Regions from separate parts of the Mus musculus genome. Here regions 1, 3 and 4 are each linked to region 2. Evidence: chromatin contacts called from public promoter capture Hi-C data. All regions are on one chromosome and are shown on one strand. The core of a region is the stretch at or near the end of the contact, and the rest is flanking DNA. Distances in the headings are between cores, read along the strand shown.

Evidence for each region. Promoter capture Hi-C pulls out the DNA fragments that hold promoters and counts their contacts.
Region 1: a promoter capture Hi-C map of hippocampal neurons shows a contact between it and region 2, with 13 times the contacts expected there. The contact joins the promoter of Evx2 here to the promoter of Wipf1 in region 2. A contact is called at or near these places in 17 of 39 promoter capture datasets (the 3T3-L1 cell line, 3T3-L1-derived adipocytes, the C10 cell line and 10 more), 4 of 484 Hi-C or Micro-C datasets (cortical neurons, embryonic stem cells and myocytes), 10 of 115 datasets of contacts at active chromatin or transcription factors (craniofacial prominence, embryonic forebrain, embryonic stem cells and 3 more) and 3 of 9 other capture datasets (embryonic stem cells, embryonic tail and embryonic trunk).
Region 3: a contact with region 2 is called in a promoter capture Hi-C map of liver, with 2.0 times the contacts expected there. The contact joins the promoter of Hoxd8 here to the promoter of Wipf1 in region 2. A contact is called at or near these places in 5 of 39 promoter capture datasets (3T3-L1-derived adipocytes, embryonic stem cells, liver and 1 more) and 1 of 9 other capture datasets (adipose tissue).
Region 4: a contact with region 2 is called in a promoter capture Hi-C map of hippocampal neurons, with 7 times the contacts expected there. The contact joins the promoter of Lnpk here to the promoter of Wipf1 in region 2. A contact is called at or near these places in 8 of 39 promoter capture datasets (the 3T3-L1 cell line, 3T3-L1-derived adipocytes, the C10 cell line and 4 more), 4 of 115 datasets of contacts at active chromatin or transcription factors (the 230-238 cell line, embryonic stem cells, large pre-B cells and 1 more) and 2 of 9 other capture datasets (embryonic stem cells and liver).

Annotation. Positions count from the first base shown.
Region 1 is chr2:74,658,199-74,660,898 of GRCm38.p6, reverse strand. It overlaps Evx2 (even-skipped homeobox 2), which reads left to right and starts at 1,342. Exons shown (of 3, transcript NM_007967.3): 1 at 1,342-1,906. The coding sequence starts at 1,480.
Region 2 is chr2:73,528,195-73,530,912 of GRCm38.p6, reverse strand. It overlaps Wipf1 (WAS/WASL interacting protein family, member 1), which reads left to right and starts at 1,426. Exons shown (of 8, transcript NM_153138.4): 1 at 1,426-1,586.
Region 3 is chr2:74,703,836-74,706,949 of GRCm38.p6, reverse strand. It overlaps Hoxd8 (homeobox D8), which reads right to left and starts at 1,461. Exons shown (of 2, transcript NM_008276.3): 1 at 832-1,461; 2 at 1-436. The coding sequence starts at 1,402. The coding sequence ends at 138. All of the region lies in intron 1 of Gm38462 (predicted gene, 38462), which reads left to right.
Region 4 is chr2:74,577,668-74,580,413 of GRCm38.p6, reverse strand. Lnpk (lunapark, ER junction formation factor) reads left to right here and starts at 1,466. Exons shown (of 13, transcript NM_027133.3): 1 at 1,466-1,595. It overlaps 4930445N08Rik (RIKEN cDNA 4930445N08 gene), which reads right to left and starts at 1,370. Exons shown (of 2, transcript NR_166470.1): 1 at 1,290-1,370.

The DNA.
Region 1 (2,700 bases), core at 93-2,592, 1.1 Mb before region 2:
TGCCCCCAGTCAGCACCAGGAACACCGGGGGCCACAGGTAAGGGCCTAGGGTGGAGGAGGGGGAGGATGGAGAAGTGGAAGAAGAACAAAGTGGGAAAGGAAGGGAGGCAGCAGGAGATTCCATTCCCTCCACTTTGACCCCCAAAACCCAGTTACTTCACCACGAATTCCTCTATTTGAGAAGGGTGGGAGAAAGCCGGCAATTTTAAAAAGTGGGTTCTGTGATGGGGAGCTATGGTACGGTAAATCATGATTGTGTTTAAAGTTAGCTGTCAATTTCTACTATCAGATCCTCCAGTCTAGTTTATTTCCCCTAAGGGAGAATGCGAGGGTGAGAAGCTTATCCATCAGAGGATTATAAAACAAAAAATCTAAGGTCTTCGAGTTCAGAAGTTAGCCTGCAAGCAGTGGTAGAAAATAAGAGAAGATGTAATGATTTCCACTTGGAGGCACGGCACGGGTCCTGTGTACCTCCTCAGCCACGTAGCAAGAAAGCATTTTCAAAAGTCTACAAGATATATTCTCTCTCTCTCTCTCTCTCTCTCTCTCTCTCTCTCTCTCTCTCTCTCTCTGTGTGTGTGTGTGTGTTGGAGGGGAGAATCAAGACTGAGAGGAAAAAGTAAGGAGAGAGAAAGAACTCAGAATTCTATTTGTTAAATAAAATACTCATTATTAATATTTGGTTCTTAAAACAGAAAGATAAGTAATCCTGACAGGAGTGGGCGCGAGGTCTTCTTACGCAACTCTTCCTGTATCCTCCCCTTTACCCGCCCCCCTTACGCCCCCAGCTTGTAAATGTTAAGGCAAAACAAAACAAAACAAAACAAAACAAAAACTTCTCAAGAATCTACCCTGGAAAAATCAAAGCATTATCTATTATTTAACACGTATCTGTGTTCGTGGAGAAATGAGGAAGGCGCTGCATGATTAGGACCTAAGGGGCAACCCAGCAAACTGAGAGCGTAATGATGCCCCTAAATGAAGGGGGAAATGCGCCGCGGCGTGCTCTATTAATCAGACTGTCAATTTCACCCCCGAGGCCAAACCCCCGGGCGAGCAGAACTGGCTGGGAGCGGGCAAAGGACCGGAGCCTTCTTCCTCACTTCTCGTGTCTTCTCGTCTCCTACCTGGATCTATTTGTCTGCTCTGAAGTCGCCTTCATTACCCACTGACAGGAGCGTGTATTTATTTGCTTATAAACCTGTTACAATAAATGATTATTCGAACGGCGTCATTCGTACCTTAATGACGAGCGGGCGCTACTTTTTGATGAATGACATCTCCGACTCGGAAGGATGTATGGGTCATTTTGACCAGTCATTCCCTCGCTCTGGCATCCCACAATTTTTTCCGCCTCCCTCCAAAAGAGATAATAATATTTAGAGCCGCTTGCTGGGGCTGAATGAGAATCAGCCCTGGGCGCAGCCCATCATTAAGACGGGACAGCCAGGCCACTGTGACATTTTTTAGAAAGCTGAGATGATGGAAAGAATAAGAAAAGAGATGATTCTGATGGAAAGAGGGCTCCACAGCCCTACTGCTGGCAAGAGGTTCTCCAGTTTGTCCGATTCAGCTGGCGGTGCTGTGCTCGAGGCCCTGGAAAATTCGCAGCACCCGGCTCGCCTCAGTCCGCGCCTGCCGTCCGCCCCGCTGCACGGAGCTCTGGGAGACCTCCCCGCCAAAGGCAAATTCGAAATAGACACTTTGTTCAACCTGCAGCACCCGAGCAGCGAAAGCACCGTCTCCTCCGAAATTGCCTCCGCTACCGAGAGCCGCAAGAAGCCTAGTCATTATTCCGAAGCGGCCGCCGAGGCCGACATGAGCAGCGACGTGGAGGTGGGCTGCTCCGCACTGCGCTCCCCCAGCGGCCTGGGCGCTGCACCGCTCAAGGAAAACAATGCCAAAGGTAACCGGGTACCCGCAGACTCCAGCCTCATCCTCTGGGCTCTCTCGAGGGCCTGGCCAGCCCTTTCCACACCTTAGCGGGTCTCTGACTCTTAACTAAAGTGCTTCACAGAGCTGGCAGGGGCAGGGGAGGGATGCATACTAAAAACTGGTCCCTCTGGCTCTGTTCTTTGAGCATCCCAGCACAGCCCGGGCCTGTGGAGCCTAGGGAGCCAGGCCCAAGCGCCCAGGCTCCTGCCTGAATCGAAGCAAATGTTTCGCTTGCCGATCTAAGAGCTGGGGCGTAAGAGCTGGGGCGAGGCGACACAGCGCTGCTAGCCCGGGTGGCTTAGTTGCTTTTTGGGAAGGGTGCCCTGGACAGGAGCTCCGAACTCAGTTGCTTCTGGAGCCCCCAGGGCCGGGTAGAGGGGACACTCCTCTGGATAAGTCTGAGACAGAGAGTCTGGCCTCGCACCTCTGCTCAACCGCTTAAGTCAGCGGACAGAAAAGAGTTTGAAAAGTGGGCGCCTCCTTCCCTTTACTGGCTTGAGCTTGAGCTGCAAATGCTTTGAAAATCCTAAGATATTTTAACCCCAAAGGCTGTCAAAGAAAGATTGGAAGCCGCATAAAGAGCTGCCCTATGGTTCCTAGACTGTCAAACCCACAGCTTCTTAAACTGGTTCCAAGGTAGGCATTCTTCCCCAGCAAATTTTCCTACCGAGTGGTAATTTTCTAATTATTGGAAAAAGAACAACCTTTTCAAATTCTGTTTCTATTATTTGGTTAGGAAGGGCTCCCCAAACTTCATTGATTTCA
Region 2 (2,718 bases), core at 177-2,676:
CATAGTATGGATTGTTTACCCTCCTCATGGATTCCCTGTGTTGTCAAGCAACAAGAAGGAATATTTACCACACACTGCTAACCCAGGAAAAGATCCAAACTCAATGCGCCAGAACTGGAGAAAATGGTTCAGCGGTTAAGAGCACTTGCTGCTCTTAACAGAGGACACTTAGATTCCCAGCATCTACGTGGTAGCTCCCAACCGTCTGTAATTCCATTATCAGGGCATCCCACACCTTCTTATGGCCTCTGTGGCACCAGGCAAGCACATGATACAGATAGATATATTTGCAGGCAAACCACTTGTACACATTAAATAAATACATACATAAAAGGCAAATATAGCATAGACCTTAGACGAATACAGTTAACAGTGGGAGTTTGTAACCATCCTGGAATTCATGGTGAGACCTAAAAATAACAAAAACAAAACAAAAAGGAAAGAGTGCATTTAGAGACTCCTACCAAAAAAAAAAAAAAAACAAACAAACAAACAAAAAAAAAAACAAAAAAAAACGCTAATAAGAGTTTAGGAGAGGTGGCCCTGTCGCTGTCTTTCCAGGATTATCGTATCCGCCAGAAGCATGTCACAGAGACTGCACACATAGGGACAACTCAGCACAGAAAGCCTGAAGCCGAGGCATTCTAGATGCCACATTCTGAGGTGCATCTTTCAAAGCTTCCCTGCCTTTACCCAGAGAGCTACGTCGTCTCGGTAGCTTTACTATCCGGTCCAGTAGTTATACTGACCATAACTGTCTTTGTCTTTCAAATGTATATGTTCTAATGTGTCATCCCAGTGTTAACTTGCCTTTAAGGCCTGATAGTGGTGTTTTTGAGAACTGGCAAGAGCCATGTGAAAGGGCCTCGGGTTTCTCCTTATACTCGCTCGGCTCTTGATCTTTCTATGTTTGCAGAAGTCGGTGGAAAAAAAAAAAAAAAAGATTCCAAGAATCCCAACCGATAGGCACCTTACCCTGGGAAGAGCTGTGCGCTCCCAGTGGGCGGGGATTGGGGACGCGCGTGGCCCTTGGGCTTCAGTGGGGCCACTCCATCTTAGAAGCCAGTTTTTACAGTGAATGGAAACTTTTAAGTTTCTCAAAGCGGGGGGCGCCCTCTGATTCGGGAGCGGAGTGGAGATGACCGGAAAAGGCTTTCCCTGTGTTGGGGGGAGAGCACCCCACTCGGAGGCCCGGGTAGTTTCTAGGGACAGCGTCTTGGGTTGGGTATCCCTTCCAGGTCCGGCTCCTGGGCGCACGCAGGTCCGGACCCCTCGGCCTCCGCCCCGGGGAGAGCCCAGCCCAGGCTCCGGTCCCGCCGGCCTCGGAAGTCAGGGCGCGGCGAGGGCGAAGGGCGAAGGGCCAGCGGCTGCCTCGGCGTCCGCGTGTGGCGGGGGCCGTAGGGGGAGGACGCGGGCCGAGGGGGAGGGCGCACATCTCGGCGAAGTTCCCGGATGGTCGCAGCCTCCCGGCGCGGAGCGCTTTTCCTGCCCGCCCCGGCTCAGCCCTGCGGACCCAGAGAGAAGTTTCCCAGAAAAAAATGCCCCGCGCGCCGCGGGGCCGAGGAGCCGCCCGGAGCCGCTGCACGGTAAGGGAGCCGCGCCCCACCATGCAGGGCGCGTCCGGGGTGCACGGAGTTGGGGTGCAGACGGGCGGGTTGTCGGGGCCGCGTCCTCGGCGCCCAGGGGAGCGATCCCCGCTCAGGCCCGCGGTCCAGCCCGCGCGGGAGGAAGGGGCGGCGGCTGCCGGGGCTCGAGATGCCGCGATCCCCGCTGAGCGCTGCGGGGCTGCACCGACCCAGGACCGCCCGTGGACCCGATGGATCTAACCGCGGTCTCCCTGGGATGCCCGGGAACCGCATCTGCAACTCCATCTCCACCGAGGGCGGGTGACTTTGGAGTTTAGGGCTCCCAGAACTTGGCTCCAGTGCTCCCGGGCAGCCTGATCCCGGGTATGGGCGCGCTCTAGGTGCCTATGTCTGCTCCTGAAAGGGCGGCCAGCTCGGGTCAGGGCTTTGCGCCCGGGGCCTCTCCCTAAATCGTGGACCGCTTCCCTTCAGCCTTCATCTCCCGCTACTTTAGCATGCTTTTCTTTTCAAAGAAAGAACAGTGAAACTTAACTAGTGCAAGAGAAATCCAATAGGGATGACCCAGATCCTCGGTTTGTGGCTAGACTTTGAACTCAGATTAACAAAAGGTGTGTCTGTGTGGAACCTGGTTTGACTGGGTCTTGCTTAATCTCCAAGGAATATCCCCGGGCTATAGGCTCCTAACCCCTCAGGGTTTCTACAGTGAGCAGATTTGGTCTCTTTCTCTGAAAATCGCTAGTCTGTCTTGGATCTTCCTTGCCCTTCATCTCTCTGGTTCCTGAGCGGGCCTGCAGGTAGACCCACAGGGACAGCGGACACGTGTGCAGCCTGGGTAGGTTTTCTTTTAACAGCTTCCATATAATTTGAATACTGTATTTTCATTTGATAGATTTTTTTTTGCCTCCTCAAAAAATGCTTATTTCAATAATTGATAAATAACTTAAAAGTTTGTAGATCATGTTTTTGACTTCTTAAAGAGAGAAAGTCTTTCATAAACTATGGGCTCTCTGCTTCTTACAGTGCTCAGGGCACTGCCTTCTACCCTGATTACCTGCCAGTTGCGGTTCACCAGGCTGATCCTCTCAGAGGCATGGGGTGGTGTACACATATGTGTACAGATCGTACACATATC
Region 3 (3,114 bases), core at 212-2,711, 1.2 Mb before region 2:
AGTGACATTAAGGTAGCTTGAAACACAGGTAAAGTCCGTTTCCAAAACACAAGAGGGAGGACCGGTGGTGTCCACCAGTATATACTTATACTGATCATCAGTCTTAATAGTCTGTGGTAGAAGTGTAAAGGTAGAGTTTAATTTGTGGGGCAGCCTTCAGCTCCGTCTTCTTCCAGCCCCGAGACTTCCTTTTTGGGGTCTCCATCCTTTGCCTCCGGCCGGGACGCAGGAAACTTGTCTTTGTTGTTCTCCTTTTTCCATTTCATTCTCCTGTTCTGGAACCAGATTTTTACCTGTCTCTCCGTGAGGGCCAGAGTATGGGAGACCTCGATTCTCCTCTTCCTGGTCAGATAAGGGTTAAAAAGGAATTCCTTTTCCAACTCTAGGGTTTGGAAGCGACTGTAGGTTTGTCTTCCTCTCCGTCTACCAGGAGCTGCTGATTAAAAACAACAACAAAAAGGGGGGGGGGGAGGAAAATCAACGTTTTTTTGTTTTTTAATGGTTGATTCTCTGAATGCTGTTGGAGTTTTCTGGAACGGGCTTAAGAGGTGAAATACACAGTGGTCTTTAATTCTCATACAGATATAGGGTGTGAGGCAAGAGAGGCAGAGACAAGCTCTTCACAATTATTCTGCCCCCGTCTTTACACACTTTTAAAAAGTCTGTATTAGTTTTTGTACAAGAGCCACATTGGCTACACCAGAAGGAAAAGGAAGGGGAGAGGGAAAGGACAGGGGAGTTTTAAAGCTAGAACGTGAGATGAAAGCAGATTTCTCCCTTTCTCCCCTCCTTAAAAAAAAAAAAAAAAAAAAAAAAATAGCGCATCCCAACCTTGTGGTCTCATCCAGGGAAACATTTGAGAAGGAGACGAGCTCTGATTTAAGTGGTCTGGGTCCTCGCCAATATTACCACTGGACGATTTACAGTCAGGATATTGTACCAGCTCGGCCTCTTGCTGGGTCGTAAAAATCGGCTGTCTCTGTAAGTTATCGTATCCGTAAAACTTCGCGGGCTCCCCGTGACAGGCAATCCCGCCGCAGGGGGGAGGCGGCGGCGGAGGCGGAGGGTGCGGAGGAGGTGGGGCGGCCTGGTAGGCAGCGGTCGGGCTGCCCGCGCCGGCGTGGAAGTAGTCCTGGCCGGGCCCCGGGCCGCCCCCTCCGCCGCACCCGGGCGGCGGCGACGGGTGCGGGTGCGGGTGCGGGTGCGCGTGCGGGAAGCCGGCGGCGCTGTTGCCATAGAGCTGCAGGGCGGCGGCGTGGCGGCCGCTGACCTCGGGTGCAAAATGACAGTCGTAGTAAGTGGGATTGATGGCCTCGCCCGCCGCGGCCGCCGCAGCCGCCGCCGCCGCCGCGGCCGCCGCCTTGTACTTGGAGTACAGCGGGTTCACGAAGTACGAGCTCATCGGGGCGGCGGCCGCCGGCGGCGCGGAGCCGGTAAGGGGCGCGCCTCAGCTCGGTCGCGCCGCCGCGGGGGCCTCTGGGGCGGCTCACTCGAGCCCGCGGGGGCCGCCGGGCCTCGTCGCCCGGCGAGCGCTTCCCCCGCCCCGCTCAGGCTCGACCGTCCGGCCGCCGGCCGCTCATGCCTGGCTCTCGCGCCTCCGTCTCGGCCTCGCGCCGCCTCCCTCGCGGGCCACGCGGCCTCGCCCGCCCCCGCGCGCTGCTGCCGCCGCCTCCGCCCCGCGGGCCTCTCCCGGCGCGCGCCTGCTGGGCCGCAGTGGAACCGCGGACGCCCGGGCGACCTGCCCCGCGGCCTCCAGTTTCCTCTCCGGCTCCAGGCGGCCCTAGCGCACCCGGACCAGGGGAAAAAAAAAAAAAAAAAGAGTGCGCGCGGCCCACGGGGGAGACGCTTAGGCTGGGGCTGCCGAGCCCCCGCTCTGCAGGGAGACGAAAAGAGAACACACCCTCTGCCCGGTGCCACCTCTCACCTCAGCCCTCCCCCCCGCCGCCCCCTCCCAGCGCTGTCGCCGCCGCCGCCGAGGCTGCCGCCCCGGTGCGCGCCGGCGAGGCATTTTCGCGCCCCGCCACTGCGAGGAGAGGGAGCGAGATGGGGGGCGAGATAACCGCGCGGAGGGATCCCGCCGGCGGCGAAGCGGCCCCTGCGCCGGACGGGACGCCGCACGCCGGCCCCGGGATGCCTCCGCCAGCCTTAAAGGGGGCCCATAAAGCCGCACTGCCAAGGGCTCGCGGGGGGCCCCCCGGGTCCGCAGAGAGGGGGCGCGGCCGAACCTTAGCCTTGGGCCAGGCGGGGTGGTCACTCCCAGGAGGCCTCGGAGCAGACGGTCTCTCCTCCAGCAAGGCTCCTGGATCTGCCCAGCAGAGACTGGCTGTGGCTTTTTTTTTTTTCCTTTTTCTTTTTGCATTTCTTACTGTGGACGAGCGAGGTTGACGGATTGATTGGTCCTTGCATTTGTTTGGGCCTAGCTAAGTGGTTTTGATTAAAAAGCCACAATCCAGCCTCCGAATCCTGACCTTATCAAAGCGAATCAAAGTCCTGCTTTTTCCAGCCAAGCAGGCCCTGTGGAAATGAGATGTACATTTACCCTTGACGCACTGCATGCCTGGTTGAGGCTCCCAGGTTAATTGATATTTAATGGAAATCATGCCCATGAATATAGTTTCCATCATTTCACCCTTGATAGACGTCAGTGTTGGCCACAGGGAGGGAGGGGGAGGCGAGAGAATGTGGGAAGGGGACATGAGTGTCGCTGAGAGAGTGAAGAGAAGAGTGGCAGAAACGTTCCCAGTGGGAAGAAGGAATCATGCCGGGGTGGGTGGCATTTCCTAGGGCAGGGCGCAGGGCTCCCGGGTCCCAACCCAGGCGCCCAGACTCGGGCGGGCTGTGGTCCCGGGTGGAGCGCGGCGGGGGCCGGGGGATGGGGCAGGAGAAATTGAATTCCTCAGTCCGCTTTCGGACCGTGCTGGTTCCAGGCAGCTGCAGGCAGACCTTCCCTGTCCTGTGCTTAACGACCTTAGCTCACACACCACTGGGAAAGAACTGCCAGAGACTGGATGCAGGCCTTAGCATAAACTTGATTTTCCCGAGAGAAATAAAGAGAAGGCTCGGAAGTCAAGAGAAGCCTGGTTTGTGGGCGTTAAGGAAGAGACGCAGTGTCAT
Region 4 (2,746 bases), core at 217-2,716, 1.0 Mb before region 2:
CCCTTTCAAACCTGGCTAGGCTAACATTTTTTCTCATGTGATTTCCCTAGAAACTTTTTTTTCAGGATTAGATCTTTTAGAATCTTTGCCTCTAGCTAGCTCTCTTCTCTCTGTCCTGTTTTATTTTTAAACTCCCTGATAGCTCAATGAAAAACCCTAGGACAAGTATTAGCAAGAGTCAAAAACAAAACAAAACACAACAACAACAACAAAAACAAACAAAACTTTCCTGTTCCCTTTAGGAAAGATCTGAGACAAGAGGCAGCACGAGTTTTATGTTCTTAGAAACTACCAAGGCTGGGAAATAAAATGGCTAATTTTCCAAATAAAAACTGGTGAAATGTCTGTTTACTTTCTTCCACATTGGTGAGGCGATACATGGCACACTAAAGTTTAGCTCTCTCCTATTCTTTTAAGTTTACAAAGCTGTAACTGAAGATCTTAGAATTTAGGGGATTATCTTACAAAGTAGATACTATGTCTATGCCTTCTTCTCTGCTGGTGTTGTCAGTGTAAACATAGCATATTATTATATCTATTGCACTTTGAAAATCAGAAACATTTTCTTCCTTAACTAAAGAAGAAAAACCCGTAAAAGTGATTGAACACAGAACATAAAAGCTTTTGTTGAAGTTTCCCTCCTAATTTTGCCTATGGAGCGCCCCCACCCCTCCCATTGAAGTTTTGTTATTGATACTTGCAGTTGACTGGAATACAGCCTTCTTTAGGTCGTTTTCAATTCTTAGGGAAATACAGCACTACTGTTTAAGGGGCCCCAGTTATTCAGAGGTTTTGGAGATTGTTAAGAGTGTAATTTTGGAAAGCTCAGCCTTTGTTGCTACCCCTTAGCTTGAAAAGACCATCCTTATCATTTCAAGTTCTTCTCATGCTGGTGAGATAAGCGCGTAGTCATGAAAGGACCCTTTTTGACGTCCAAGAGCAACAGAAACAAGCCTAAAGCCCTCATGGGGTATGGCCAGGAGGTGTTATGTATGATGTCTGTCTGTCTCTCTCCACTTGCTTGGCTGGGATGGCTTCTGAGCTATGCAATGTAAACTTTTTTGCTGCCTTCTGGATGACAGCTGATCTGGGATCTCAGGTACCCTCTCTTTTCCAGACACACAGGTCTCGACCTTCAACGTCCCTCCCCTTTGTCCTCCCCACTCTTCTCTCGCTCAGAAGGTCTGGGACAATCAGGATCAGTTTCTTTTCTTGGCGAGACTGGGGCGTGGGAGTTGTTCATGAGAAAAGGAGGCAGAACTAGTAAGAGTCAGTCGGAACCGCCCTACCCTGTGGTGCCCCGAGGACCGACAGCCTACACTAGCGCGGAGGATACTCAGCCTAAATCCTCCTGCCACACCCGCCGCTCTGAGGCACCAACGGCTGGGCCGGCCGGATCACGTGATGGGGGAGCGGCGCGCGCCGGCTGCAGCGCCCATTGGCTGGCGGCAGGAGCGCGGGGTTTGATGGGAAGGCATTGGCCGGGCCCAGCGCTCTATCTGTAGGTGCTGCTGCCTGCTCCAGAGGCTCTACGCGGTGGCGACCCAGGCTTCCCCGAGTGGACGCCCAGGCCGAGCGGCGCCCGCTTTTCTCAGGTAGGACTGTGAAGGGAGGGCCGCGTAGACGGAGGCGCTCCGGACAGCGGGAACCAGTCTCCGGGTTCCTCGGCGCGCCGGCCCGGGTGCCTCCGCCCCTGCCAAGTGGCCTAGAGCTTGGTGGCGGCTGGGGAACACGCCGCGGGGCTGCTGCCCTCCGTACACTGTTGCCGCCTTCTCTCGTGGATCGCCCTGAACAGCGGCCCGAGCGGCTCCGGAGCGCACGAGACCCGGCTCTGCCTCCCCTGAGGCCGGTGTTCTTTCCGGGTATGTTCTCAGGGATTCCGCGCAGTGGCTGTTTAGAGCCCGAGCCCTTGGGCCCCCCCTGTGTTAAGAAGTGTCAGAAGGTCCCAGAGAGCACATCCCTAGCTGAAATATCCACCCTGAGAGCCCCGATCACCTCCGCGTCCACCTGAGCTGGCACGACGGGAAGGTCTGAAAACTGTCAGTGTCATGCTGCTCCGTCCGCGTGTGGGCGTGGATTGTGAGCGACTTAGAGGAGCTGCTCCACAACCATTGTCCTTACTTATTGGAGGGACAGCGACCAGTCTGAGGGGTGGGGTAGGACGAAGGTGCGTGGTGACAGGAGCGACCCGGGAAAAGCAACTCCAAGGGGCATCAGTAGGTTTAATTCTTTGATGGTGTGTTTGCGGACGGAGAGTTCGGATTGGTGAATTTATTTCTGCGTGCAGTTTTAAGCAACACCTGCGACTCACTGAGTTTTCAGTGTTCTGTTCTTACTTTTTGGTTTCTGGTTTGTGGTGCTTAGAGCCTATTGTTTTCTGTCTCTGTGGCCTCAGTCTTAGCGTTGACAACATTGTCTAGAGGTGTGATGGATGTGAGTAAATTTAGTTACAGGCATATATATGTTCAAGCTGGCAGGCAGGGCTAATACCTAGTTCCCAAAGGTCTCCATAGTGCCTTCTTAGAAGAACAAAGTTGATTTCGAATACGAACCTTAAGCAAGAGTGGTTCATTTAAAAGTGAAGTTTTAAAAAGTTCCTTGACATCTATTGGGGTCACCATAGTAATGATGTTAATAAATGTTTATGGTGTTTATATGTTGGAAGAATGCTTGGATAGGTGACTCTAATAAAGGTATGAGTTCATATAGAAATCTCCCTGTCAGTCTTTTTTATTTTTAATTTTTA